2 separate regions of the Sus scrofa genome follow, and region 1 is linked to region 2. Evidence: chromatin contacts called from public HiChIP or PLAC-seq data. All regions are on one chromosome and are shown on one strand. Each heading gives the region's core, a stretch centred on a gene start, on an enhancer-like site or on the middle of the called end of the contact. The rest is flanking DNA. Distances are from core to core; before and after follow the strand shown. Region 1 holds the start of SRC (proto-oncogene tyrosine-protein kinase Src). Region 2 holds the start of MANBAL (protein MANBAL).

Evidence for each region. HiChIP or PLAC-seq counts read pairs in DNA pulled down with a chosen protein or histone mark.
Region 1: an H3K27ac HiChIP or PLAC-seq map of alveolar macrophages shows a contact between it and region 2. The contact joins the promoter of SRC here to the promoter of MANBAL in region 2. A contact is called at or near these places in 2 of 47 Hi-C or Micro-C datasets (alveolar macrophages and blood) and 2 of 2 datasets of contacts at active chromatin or transcription factors (alveolar macrophages and skeletal muscle).

What each region holds. Positions count from the first base shown.
Region 1 is chr17:40,468,863-40,474,371 of Sscrofa11.1, reverse strand. It overlaps SRC (proto-oncogene tyrosine-protein kinase Src), which reads right to left and starts at 3,402. Exons shown (of 14, transcript XM_021077973.1): 1 at 3,035-3,402.
Region 2 is chr17:40,418,469-40,423,906 of Sscrofa11.1, reverse strand. It overlaps MANBAL (protein MANBAL), which reads right to left and starts at 3,162. Exons shown (of 4, transcript XM_005672921.3): 1 at 3,077-3,162.

The DNA of each region.
Region 1 (5,509 bases), core at 2,153-4,652, 50 kb before region 2:
GCACTGCCCCAACGCTGGCTCTCAGCCTCTCCTGGCTTCCTGCTACCGAACTCCTATTCTACTTTAAAGCCCAGCCTCAAATGCCTACTCCTCTTGTACCTGATCTGGGCCCCCACAGAGTACCTGGAGTCCAGCCCACATATCTAGTTGCACCAGGCACCTTGGGCAGCTCTGCACCCCTGGTCTCCAACATGGGGCTGTTGACACGGGGGATACCAGTCAGCCCCCTGTGTGAAGATGAAGGCCAAACCCCTCCCCAAGGCCCAGATGGCCCCACATGGTCCAGCCCTGCTGATAACAACCCCCCATTTCACCTCTGACCCCCTCCCCTTAATTTTCTGTGCTCCAGACTCACAGGCCCTCCCATTGTTTCTCCATAACGGCACACACTCCCCCACCTCAGGACCCTTGCACGTGGAGGTCCCCTGCCTGGTAAGCCCTATCCGTAGCTCCATGCCTGGCCAACTCCTCCATGCTTCGGGATTCCTCTGCGCCTCACATCTCTCTCTAAGCCCTTATCACATCGTGATTACATATTAATATATTTGGCAACTTGTTTGCTACTTAGCTCACCCTCCAGACTTAACTTTCCTGGCAGCCAGGGACCTGTCCACAATTCCCCAGCAAGGACACCCCCCCACTCCCCACCCCCCCAAGGCTGACCACTCCCCACAACCCAGGGGCCCTGGGAAGTAGCTGAGCACGCTCTCCCCTTCTCGGTTGAGCAAACTCCTGCTTCCTCTCATCACCGCCTCCTGGAAGCCTCCAGATGCCTCCTACAGCTCCCACTGCTAACCCATCCCCACACTGCTCGGCCCAAGTTCAAAGCTCCTAGAACATCATCGGTGCCTGTATCAGGCAGATTTGGGGAAATGGGGTCAGTGAGGACCAAGGGATGTCAGCAGGACACGGAGCCATCTCCCCCCGGTTCCTGGGGCTTGGGGGAGCCAGACAACACCTCCATCCCAGGTCACAATCAAGGAAGAAGTCAATGTAGGAACTGGCTGTGAGCTGGGGATCATTCATGCTCCAGGAAAAGGCTAGGGGAGGTGGGAGAAAGCCAGGCGGCCTTCCTGGGAGAGGTGGGCTTTGAGCTAAGCCTTAAAGAGCAAGAGCAGATAAGCAGCTCATAGAGGAGAGGGCCCTCCCAGCAGCAGGGACACCTTCAGGAGCCAAGCCCCAGGGGCCGCACAGGAGGGCCTGGGCAGGCAGTCAGCTGAGAGAGGTGACACACTGTAAATCACTTCCCTGGGTGGAAAGACCACATCACCAAGGCACACACATCACCACATCACTAAAAGGGCCGCGTGGCTTCCATACAATCACTCATCGGTATAGTCTTTTCCAGCCCTGTCCTCTGCCTGTTCGCACACTGGGAAACCACTGCTCCCCCCTCATCGGAAGGGTGCATGGGCAGCCAGACCAGGGATTCTGAGGTCGAGGCTCTCACTCCAGCTTCAAGCTGTGTGGGCCTGGTCAAGTCCCTTCCCCTCTCTGAGCCTCGGTTTCTCACCAGCAAAACGAGGCTACATGAGAGTCCCTCCCTCATAGGAGGCGCTCAGAAGATGTCAGCAGTGATCATGATCACTGGCCCATTTTATACTTAACAAAACTGAGGCCAGCGGGAGCCACGTACTGCCTAAGGTCACACAGCTGCTGGGGGACAAAATGGTGCTCAGGGCTATTTCTTTCTCAAGGGTTTAGGAGTGGCTTCGGGGGCACCCAATCCATCTTCTTCTGGGGATGCACCCCACTTGGGCCAACAACTTCACCTCCCAGCCACCTTTTTTTAGGCAATTCATCCAGTAAGGTGTGCATTTATTGAACACCTATTACATGCCGAGCCCCTACATGCAGAAGCACAGAGATTCTTCCCCTGAGGATGCCCACTGCACACACATGGACTCAGAGGCGCGCGGTCCCTTGGCCCAGGTCACCTATGAGATGAGAAGCCTACAGCTGTTTTGTCTCCCCAGCCAGGAGGCCAGAAGAGGGTCAGCACAGGACCAGCCAGATCCATTCTTGAGATCAAGTCTGATCTCAACTGTACTGTGGCTAAGCCTGGACTCACCTCTAGTGACCCAGAGACAGAGTCCCTAAAGCCTGGGAGGCCTGACCCAGGGGCACACAAGGGCTTTGCCACTATCAAGTCTGCCTGAACTGATACCCTATAGGTGAGCCCCTTCTGTTCACCCCATCCTTCCAACAGCCCAGTAGTAAACCCAGCCAGGCCCAAGCTGGGCCTGATGAGGACTCTGAGCTCAGAGAGGTCAGGTAGTTGCCTGAGGACACACAGCAAGGCAAGTAAGTGGTGGTCCCTGTTGGGACTCAAACCCACCACCAATGCCAGCCCGGGCAGGCAGATGGACCCGGCCTGGTGGTGAAATCCCAAAACTTTTGCCAACTTCTGAGCACACAGGCGGCTGGGCCTGCCCAGAGGCAAGTCTAGGGGGCTGTGGGCAGCAGGAACCAAGCACAGTCGGGCCCAGTCCCTTTCAGGCCGTCAGCACCAGGCCCTACCCAAAGCCCCACGAAGACGGGAAAATCCTGGTGCCCTGGCCAAGCACTCCCTCCCGGGCGCCCCCAGGCCCACCCCGCCCGCCCCCTCATCACCTCCCATCCCGGGCTAGGGGCGCCAGGCCGGGCAGCCGCGGCCAGAGGCGGCGCCGACCGGCTCAGATTTCAGATTTGGCCTAGACCTGGCCTGGGGGCTCAGGCCCAGCTCGCGGCTCTCAGGGGCCCGTAGGGGTAAGGTGGGCCGGAGGGGGTTCCAGCGCAGACAGGACCCCTACGCCCCCCCACAGAGCCCCCTCCCCCCCACCCCCAGGCATCACAACAAAAGGCCGCACCAGGCACGTCCCCGTGCGCCGGCCCAGCGCTCCTGGATCGCAGCTCGGCCCGGGGGTGGGTGGGGGGAAAAGGGGGGGCCAGGAGCCCCAGCGGCCCGGCGATCCGACGCCAGGGTGGTCCCCGGGCAGGGGCTCCCTCACTCGGGCGGGGACCGGGAGCCGGCGGCGGGGTGGGGGGCGCTCACCTGGGCCAGCGGACAGGCGGACGCACCGGCAGGCAGACGCACGGGAGGAAGGACCTCCGGACGGCCAAGGGTTCGGGCACACGGCGGCCAGGCCGCTCCGGCTCCCAGGCCGGAATGGATTCCCGGCCGGGAGAGACAGATCGAGAGAGAAAGGGAGAGGGAGGAGGAGGAGGAGGAGGAGGAGGAGGCGGCGGCTCAGGGAGGGGAAGAGGAGGGAGGGAGCGCGCGAGCAGGGAGGAGGGGCCCGGCAGGCCGCCGGGAGGAGGAGGAAGGAGGAAGCGCGCCGGGACGGATTCCCCGCCGGTGACCTGGGATAGACCCAGGCGCGGGCCACCCCCGCCCCCCAACCCTGGGGTCCGGGCGGGCGGGGAATGGGGGGCGGAGGCACCGGGCACGGAAGCCCCGCCCCCCACCCCGCCCCAAGAGAGTCCCTACCCTTTGGGACACCCATCAGCCCTCACGCGAAAATGCCCACCCTCACTGCCCCCAATCCACCTACCCTGTTTACCCCAAATCTACCTCTCCCGAAATTATCAGTAATAATAATAACTGCAGCACTGATGGAGTGCTCACTCCTTGCCAGGTGCCACGCTAAGCTATTCAGGTCAACTTTATGATCTATTCGTACCAACCAGCTGGGCTGGGCAGACCCAAGATTATCCCTATTTTATAGAGAAAGAAACTGAGGCACAGAGAAGGGAATCACCTGACAAGAACCAGGTCTTGGGATTTCCTGTTGTGGTGCAGCAGAAACAAATCCGTCTAGCATCCTTGATCCCTGGCCTCCCTCAGTGGGTTAAGGATCAGATGTTGCCGTGAGCTGTGGTATAGGTCACAGACAGGGCTTGGATCCTGCGTTGCTGCGGCTGTGGTGTAGGCCAGCAGCTGTAGCTCCAATTTGACCCCTAGCCTGGGAACTTCTATATGCTGCGGGTGTGGCCCTAAAACAAACAAAAAAAAATAGGCCTTGGACCCTGGCCTTGACCTGAGTTTCCTTGACCTGAGTTTCCCAAAGTGGGGACTGGAGCAGAAAGGACAGTGTGGGAAAGAGTAACGTTTATTTTAATAGATATGTATTCCTTTTAATGGATAGAAGAGAAAAAAAACTAAGGCAGCCTATCCAATGTCAGCCAGTCCAGATACTCCTACTTAGGATGGGGCTGAAATAGGTGTTTAGTGGCACTTATACTTCCATGTAAATGAAGAGGCTGAGGACCTCTGGACGCAGGGGGCAGAGAGTATAGCAGAGAAAGGAGGGGACATTGAGGAAAGGCTGGTTTAGCTACAGAGCCTCCTGCACCACCTATTCCCCCTCTGGCTTCAGGACTGCCCTCTTGAGGGTGGGTGCTGTATCCTTGGTTCTTCGCACGTTACAGCACAGGGGAAGGGAGGGCCCGAACCCAGCTTTAAATACCACCATCTGGAGTTCCATTGTGGCTCGGCGGAAAAGAATCCTACTAGGAACCGCGAAGTTGCAGGTTTGATCCCTGGCCTCACTCAGTGGGTTAGGGATCCGGCGTTGCTGTGAGCTGTGGTGTTGGTCGCAGATGAGGCTCAGATCTGGCCTTGCTGTGGCTGTGGCCTAGGCCAGCGGCAACAGCTCCGATTAGACCCCTAGCCTGGGAACCTCCACATGCCGCGGGTGTGGCCTTAAAAAGACAAAAGACAAAAAATAAATAAACAAATAATAAATAAATGCCATCCTCTGCCTCCACTTTCCTTCTCAGAAAGTTTTCCCATTTCACAGATGGGAAACTAAGGCCCAGCAGGGTCAAATGGTGTCAGGTTTGGGCTTCTCCTTCTGAGAGGAGCTGGGAGGGGAATCAGGGTACAATATAGTATCCAGGAGACCAGGAATGAGCAAGGCCTGGAGCCAGACTGATCGCCGCCTGCTATACCTTTGTACAAGCCCATCGACTTCCCCAGTCCAGTCCCCTCACCTACGAAACGGGAGCAAACACGGCCTCCGAGGACTCCTGGGAAGGTTAGAACTGACAAGGTTGGGAGTAGCTGAGGTTGCGCGCCATGAATGGCAACTACCATGGTTGGTAAACTAAGGCCAGAGGGGAAAGGGGCTGCTTGAAGTCTCCTGGAAATGCAGCAGCAGAGCCAGCCCCAGAAGCCGGCCTGGGCTGGTGAAATGGCTGCACGTATTTGCAAGGCTGGCTTAAAGATTAACCGTGGCTTCCCGAGATACCGGGCAGGGCCCCCAGCTGGAGTAGCAGGTTTCTCAGCCCTTGTTCACTCCTCAGATAGGCCTGAGGCCTTGACTGGAGACCCAGGCTACGGGTGGGAGGTTCATCCAGTGTGTGCTGGGGCTGGCCCTCACCACTCTTCATCTGCAAGAGCCGACTATATTCATCTCTTCCCAAAGCCAGGTTCAGGGCTGTCATGTTGGTAGCTTGATATCAGCCATGTTGGAACTATTAACACCTTGGAAATCAGCAAATTCTACAAATCAAGGCTTTTTTCCTG
Region 2 (5,438 bases), core at 1,913-4,412:
GTGTGCTATTCTATATTTCATACAAGACATTAAACATTGGTTAAAAATCCATAGAACTTTACAGCACAAAGCGTAAACTTTAATGTATGCAGATTAAAAAAAAATCATTTAGGTATCCAAGAATAGAAGGCAGAATGTGACATTATGAATCTAAATGGATTAAACAATTTTTTTTTCTTTTGGTCTTTTTGCTTTTTTCTAAGGCTGCTTCCTTGGCATATGGAGGTTCCCAAGTTAGGGATCTAATCGGAGCTGTAGCTGCCAGCCAGAGCCATGCCAGATCCAAGCTGCGTCTGCGACCTACACCACAGCTCACGGCAACGCCGGATCCTTAACCCACTGAACAAGGCCAGGGATGGAACCCGCAACCTCATGGTTCCTAGTCGGATTCGTTAACCACTGCGCCATGACGGGAACTCCAGATTAAACAATTTCACTGAAGGGACAGGAAGAATCAGGTGCTGATCTCAGTAACTTTGGAAATATGTAGAGTCTGCAAGACTAGAGGCAAAAGGAACTGTGCATGTGCACTATACTCCAGTTAATCAAGTTATTTCCGACATGGGCCACAGTTAACAATTCTGAAAGTACTATACATGTACACTGGAAATGAACAATTAAGTAAATGGGATAATGGGAACTAGGTTTGTCGCCACTGGAGTAGAAGGTTACAATAAGCCAGAGGCAGCTAGAATGATCCATGTGGAATGGATGGGAGTTGCGGATATCAGAATGAACCCATGTTTAGCTTAATATAGATACAGACGGCTACGTACGTATTTGTAGATATGTGTGTGCTGTGTGTGCGTAGGTTAGTATACACACTCAGATCTCTCGCTCGATCAGCTAAGAGGTCCTAGAAACAGAGGCATCCCAGTAGCAATGCGTACACCTCGCACTCAGATCTTTTTGTCTAATACCATTCTCCAATAATGGAGAAATGATTAATTCTAGGTCTGAAGGAGAAAATATACAAGATGAACCAGAAAGTAAGAAAGTGTCCAAAAATGCCAAAACATACTGATTAGGATATGTCAAAGGGATAGAGGAGCCACTTCAAAGAGCTCCCAATTGCCAAAGTCTGAACAATTTGCACAACAAAATAAAAAAGATACTACTGGATTATAACCCAAAGTATAAAATCCAAGACCATACTGATATAAACAATTTAATATGTAGACAAATTTCCCATGGAAATTCCAAACAATTTACGTAGATAATCTGCCTTTAAGTGTGAAGTATAATTCCATATTCCTTAAGTGTGGTCTATGCATAATGACTTCCTTCCAAGAGTACGATATGGAAAAGTAGGGGAAGGAGAGTAACTTCACAGTGGAAAACCTTGACTAACTCCAGCTGGTGATCTGGGTTAACATCAACGGTGATAACCTGCACTGACAGATACACCCTTACTGTGATGTGATGAGAATGGCACTTTACCTCTGTGGTCTTCCTCCCCTAACCCTGAAACTCCAATCTCATAAGAAAAACAAATCCCAATTGGGAATAATTTTACAAGATACCTGACAAGTAATAATACTCAAAACTGTCAAGTTTATCTAAAACAAGGAAAGTCTGACAAACTATCACAGTCCTAGGAGCCTAAGGAGACACAACTACCAAATATAATGTGGGATCCTGGAACAGAAAAAGAACATTAGGAGAAAACGGAGCAAATGTGAAGCATGGACTTTAGCTAATAGTAACTTACTGGAGTTCCCGTAGTGACTCAAAGGAAACGAATCTGACATCATGAGGATGTGAGTTCGATCCCTGGCCTCACTCAGTGGGTTAAGGATCCTGAGTTGCTGTGAGCTGTGGTGTAGGTCGCAGACGCGGCTCAGATCTTGTATTGCTGCAGCTGTGGCATAGGTCGGCAGCTACAGCTCTGATTAGACCCCTAGCCTGGGAACCTCCATATGCCATGCGTGCCGACCTAAAAAGACACACACCCCACAAATATTAATAACTTACTGACATTGGTTCATTAATTGTGACGAAAGTACTATATGCTATTGTAGAATGTTAGCAATTGGGTAAATGGGAGTTGTATATGGGAACTCACTGTCCTATCTTCACAATAATTTTGTAAATCTAAAATTGTTCTAAATAAGAAGTTTACTGGGGAAAAAGGTCAACATTCCAAAATAAATAACCCCTAAGACATGTCTAGCTGTCCAGACTTAGCAAGTAGAAACAAAGTCTTCACTAAGACTGAAAAACCCAGATTCCAAATATGTTGGTAGGGGATTCCTGGCTTTGAATGAAATGATTTTTAAATTGTGTCCTGAGAATTCAACAGAAACTCAGTGTCAAGAATCACTGCCTTAGAGACATGGGCTATATACCCAGACCCATCCCATTAAAGTCCCCAAGAACTACCCAAAACTGGGTTAGAGTTATGTCCTATGCAAAGGTAATCCATCCCCCACAGCAATCAGAATCAGCAGCCAGTGGGCTGAAACTGGTGGGCAGATGTCCCGCAATTTGGAATTACTAAAAAGTAAAACGTTTCAGTCATTTCCCACTTCTCCTAAAAACAAACAATTCGGCAAACAAACACGCACTGTGCACTTACTAAGGCGCTTTGCCTCCACCACCGCCTTTAATCCTCGGATCAAGTCTAAGAGCCCATTTTACAGAGATGGAAATTGAGAACCAGAGATAGTCCCCAGTTACAGAGCAATACAGGTACACTCAGGGGTCGAACCCCAGGCCAGACTGACTCCGGAGCTCTGGCTAATCCTAATGCTCCGCCCGTGGAAAGAAAGGACAGGTCAAATCTGCAAGGAACACCGAGTTTTGGCCCTGGCTCAAAACTAAGGCGCTGGGCTGCAGCAACCGAGGCCCTCTGCCTCGCTGGGACTCAAACCTCCCTCTCCAAGTAACTTCCGAATGCTTGGAAGCGCCCCAGGAAGTTATTTACTTTAGGCACCAAGCGCAGCTCTGCGACCAAGCGCCTCCGAGACAGCCGGACCGGGCCGGCGCCGGAGCCCAACCCCTCTCGGTTCCGCAGCCAGTACTACTCCGCCCAACCCTCAAAGCACCGCCGGGCCCCTACAGCCGCAAAACTCACCTCCCGCGCCGCCGCGGCACTGCCCCGGAAGTGGTTCCCCGTGACACTCCCCCATCCCGGAAGTGACGTTCCTGAGCAACCAGCGGACTCGGTTCCGCCCGCCAGCGTTGTTAGAATTTGTGGATACTGGCTCTGGGCTTTGTTAGACGTTTGTCCCGATTGTGTCGGTTTTAGATGGAGGGAGAGATCTGCGGAGGTGAGGTCCAGACGCCTCGGTTCTCCCAGCGGCTTTATCACACCCCATTTCAGGAAATGTTTATACACATTTGCAGAAGCCTTACTCTTTTTTTTTTTTTTTTTTTTTTTTTTTAAGTATAGTTGATTTACAGTGTTGTATAAGTTTCAGGTGTACAGCAAAGTGATTCAGTTATACACATAGATATATTCTTTTTCAGATTCTTTTCCTTCATAGGTTATTATAAGACATAGAATATAGTTCCCTGTGCTCTACAGTAGGACTTTGTCAATCATTTTGTGTATAGTTGTCTATGTCTGTTAATCCCAAACTCCTAATTTATTGCTCCTCCCCTCCCCCTTTGGCAACCGTAAGTTTTCTATGTCCATCAGTCTATTTCTGTTTTGTAAATAAGTTCATTTGTTTTTTTTTTTTTTGTTTTTTTTTTTTTTTTGCTTTTTTTAGGGCTGCATCTGCAGCATGTGGAGGTTCCCAGGCTAGGGGTGGAATGTGAGGTGTAGCTGCCTGCCTACACCAGAGCCACAGCAACGCCAGATCCCAGCGGAGTCTGTGACCTACACCACAACTCATGGCCACACCAGATCCTTAACCCACTGAGCAAGGCCAGGGATCCAACCTTCATGCTCATGGATACTAGTCAGATTCGTTAACCACTGAGCCACAATGGGAACTCCTCATTTGTATCTTTTTTTTTTTTTTTTAGATTCCACATATAAGTGATGTCATAGGATTTGTCACTCTATTTTTTATTTTTAAAATTTTTATTTTATTGTATTATTATTTTGCTTTTTAGGGCCACACCTGCAGCATATGGAAGTTCCCAGGCTAGGGGTTGAATCAGAGCTACAGTTACCAGTCTACACCACAGCCACAGCCACAGGCAATGCTAGATCTGAGCCACATCTGCAACTTACACTGAAGCTCACAGCAACGCCAGATCCTTAACCCACTGATGAGGGCCAGGGATTAACCCTCGTCCTCATGGATACTAGTCAGATTCGTTACTGCTGAACCACGAGGGGACTCCTATTTTTAGTTTTTTAAGGAAACTCATACTGTTTTCTATAGTGGCAGCACCAATTTACATTCCTACCAACAGTGAAGGGGGGTTCTCTTTCCTCCACACACTCTCCAGCATTTATTATTTGTAGACTTTTTGATGATGGCCATTCTGACTGATCTGATGTGATGCCTTAGTGTAGATTTGACTTGCATTGTATAGAAGCCTTAACTCTATGCTAGGGCCTGAGCTAAGAGCCTGCAATGCAGAGAGGAGACAAACAAGCACAGTTTTATAATTCAGACAGAAGCAGATTAATAGAATTCATTCAAAACATTCACTGAGTACCTAATCTATGCCTTGTGCTAGTTGCTGAACCACAGAGATGTGGTCTCAGCCCTTATGGGCAGCTTACAGTTTGAACACATTATCATAAAATGTGATGTGTTTGGCTGACAGTACAGAGTTCCTGACTGAGTATAGGTAGGGCATGTAATGGTAAGAAAGGAGAATTAGTAGGACATGGTAACCAGCTTCCACTATAGACCTGGATGATTCTTTTTTTTTTTTTTTTCTTTTTCTTTTTAGGACCCCGCCTTCAGCATAAGAAATTTCCCAGGCTAGGGGTTGAATTGGAACTGCACCTGCCAGCCTATACCACAGCTGGATCTGAGCTGCATCTGCGACCTATGCCACAGCTTGAAGCAGCACCAGATCCTTAACCCACTGAGCGAGGCTGGGGATCAAACCCACATCCTCATGAATACCAGCCATGTTCTTATCCCACTGAGCCACAATGGGAACTCCAAGAATGAATCTCCTATTTTTTTTTTTAATTTTATGGCTGCATCAGCAGCATATTGAAGTTCCTGGGCCAGGGGTTGAATCCGAGCCACAGCTGCAGCGTACACTGCAACTGCAGCAATCCAGATCCTTTAATCCACCACACTGGACCAGGGATTGGACCCACACTTCTGCAGCAACCAGAGCCGCTGCAATCAGGTTCTTAACCCACTGTGCCATGGCAGGAACTCAGACCTGGATGATTCTTGACTGCTGGTATCTATGCCCTTGTATGGCCCCTTCCCACATTGAATAGGGCTGACAGATAACAGCCAATAGGATACTGTGGAAATCATGGAGTATGAGTTCCAAGATTAAGACAT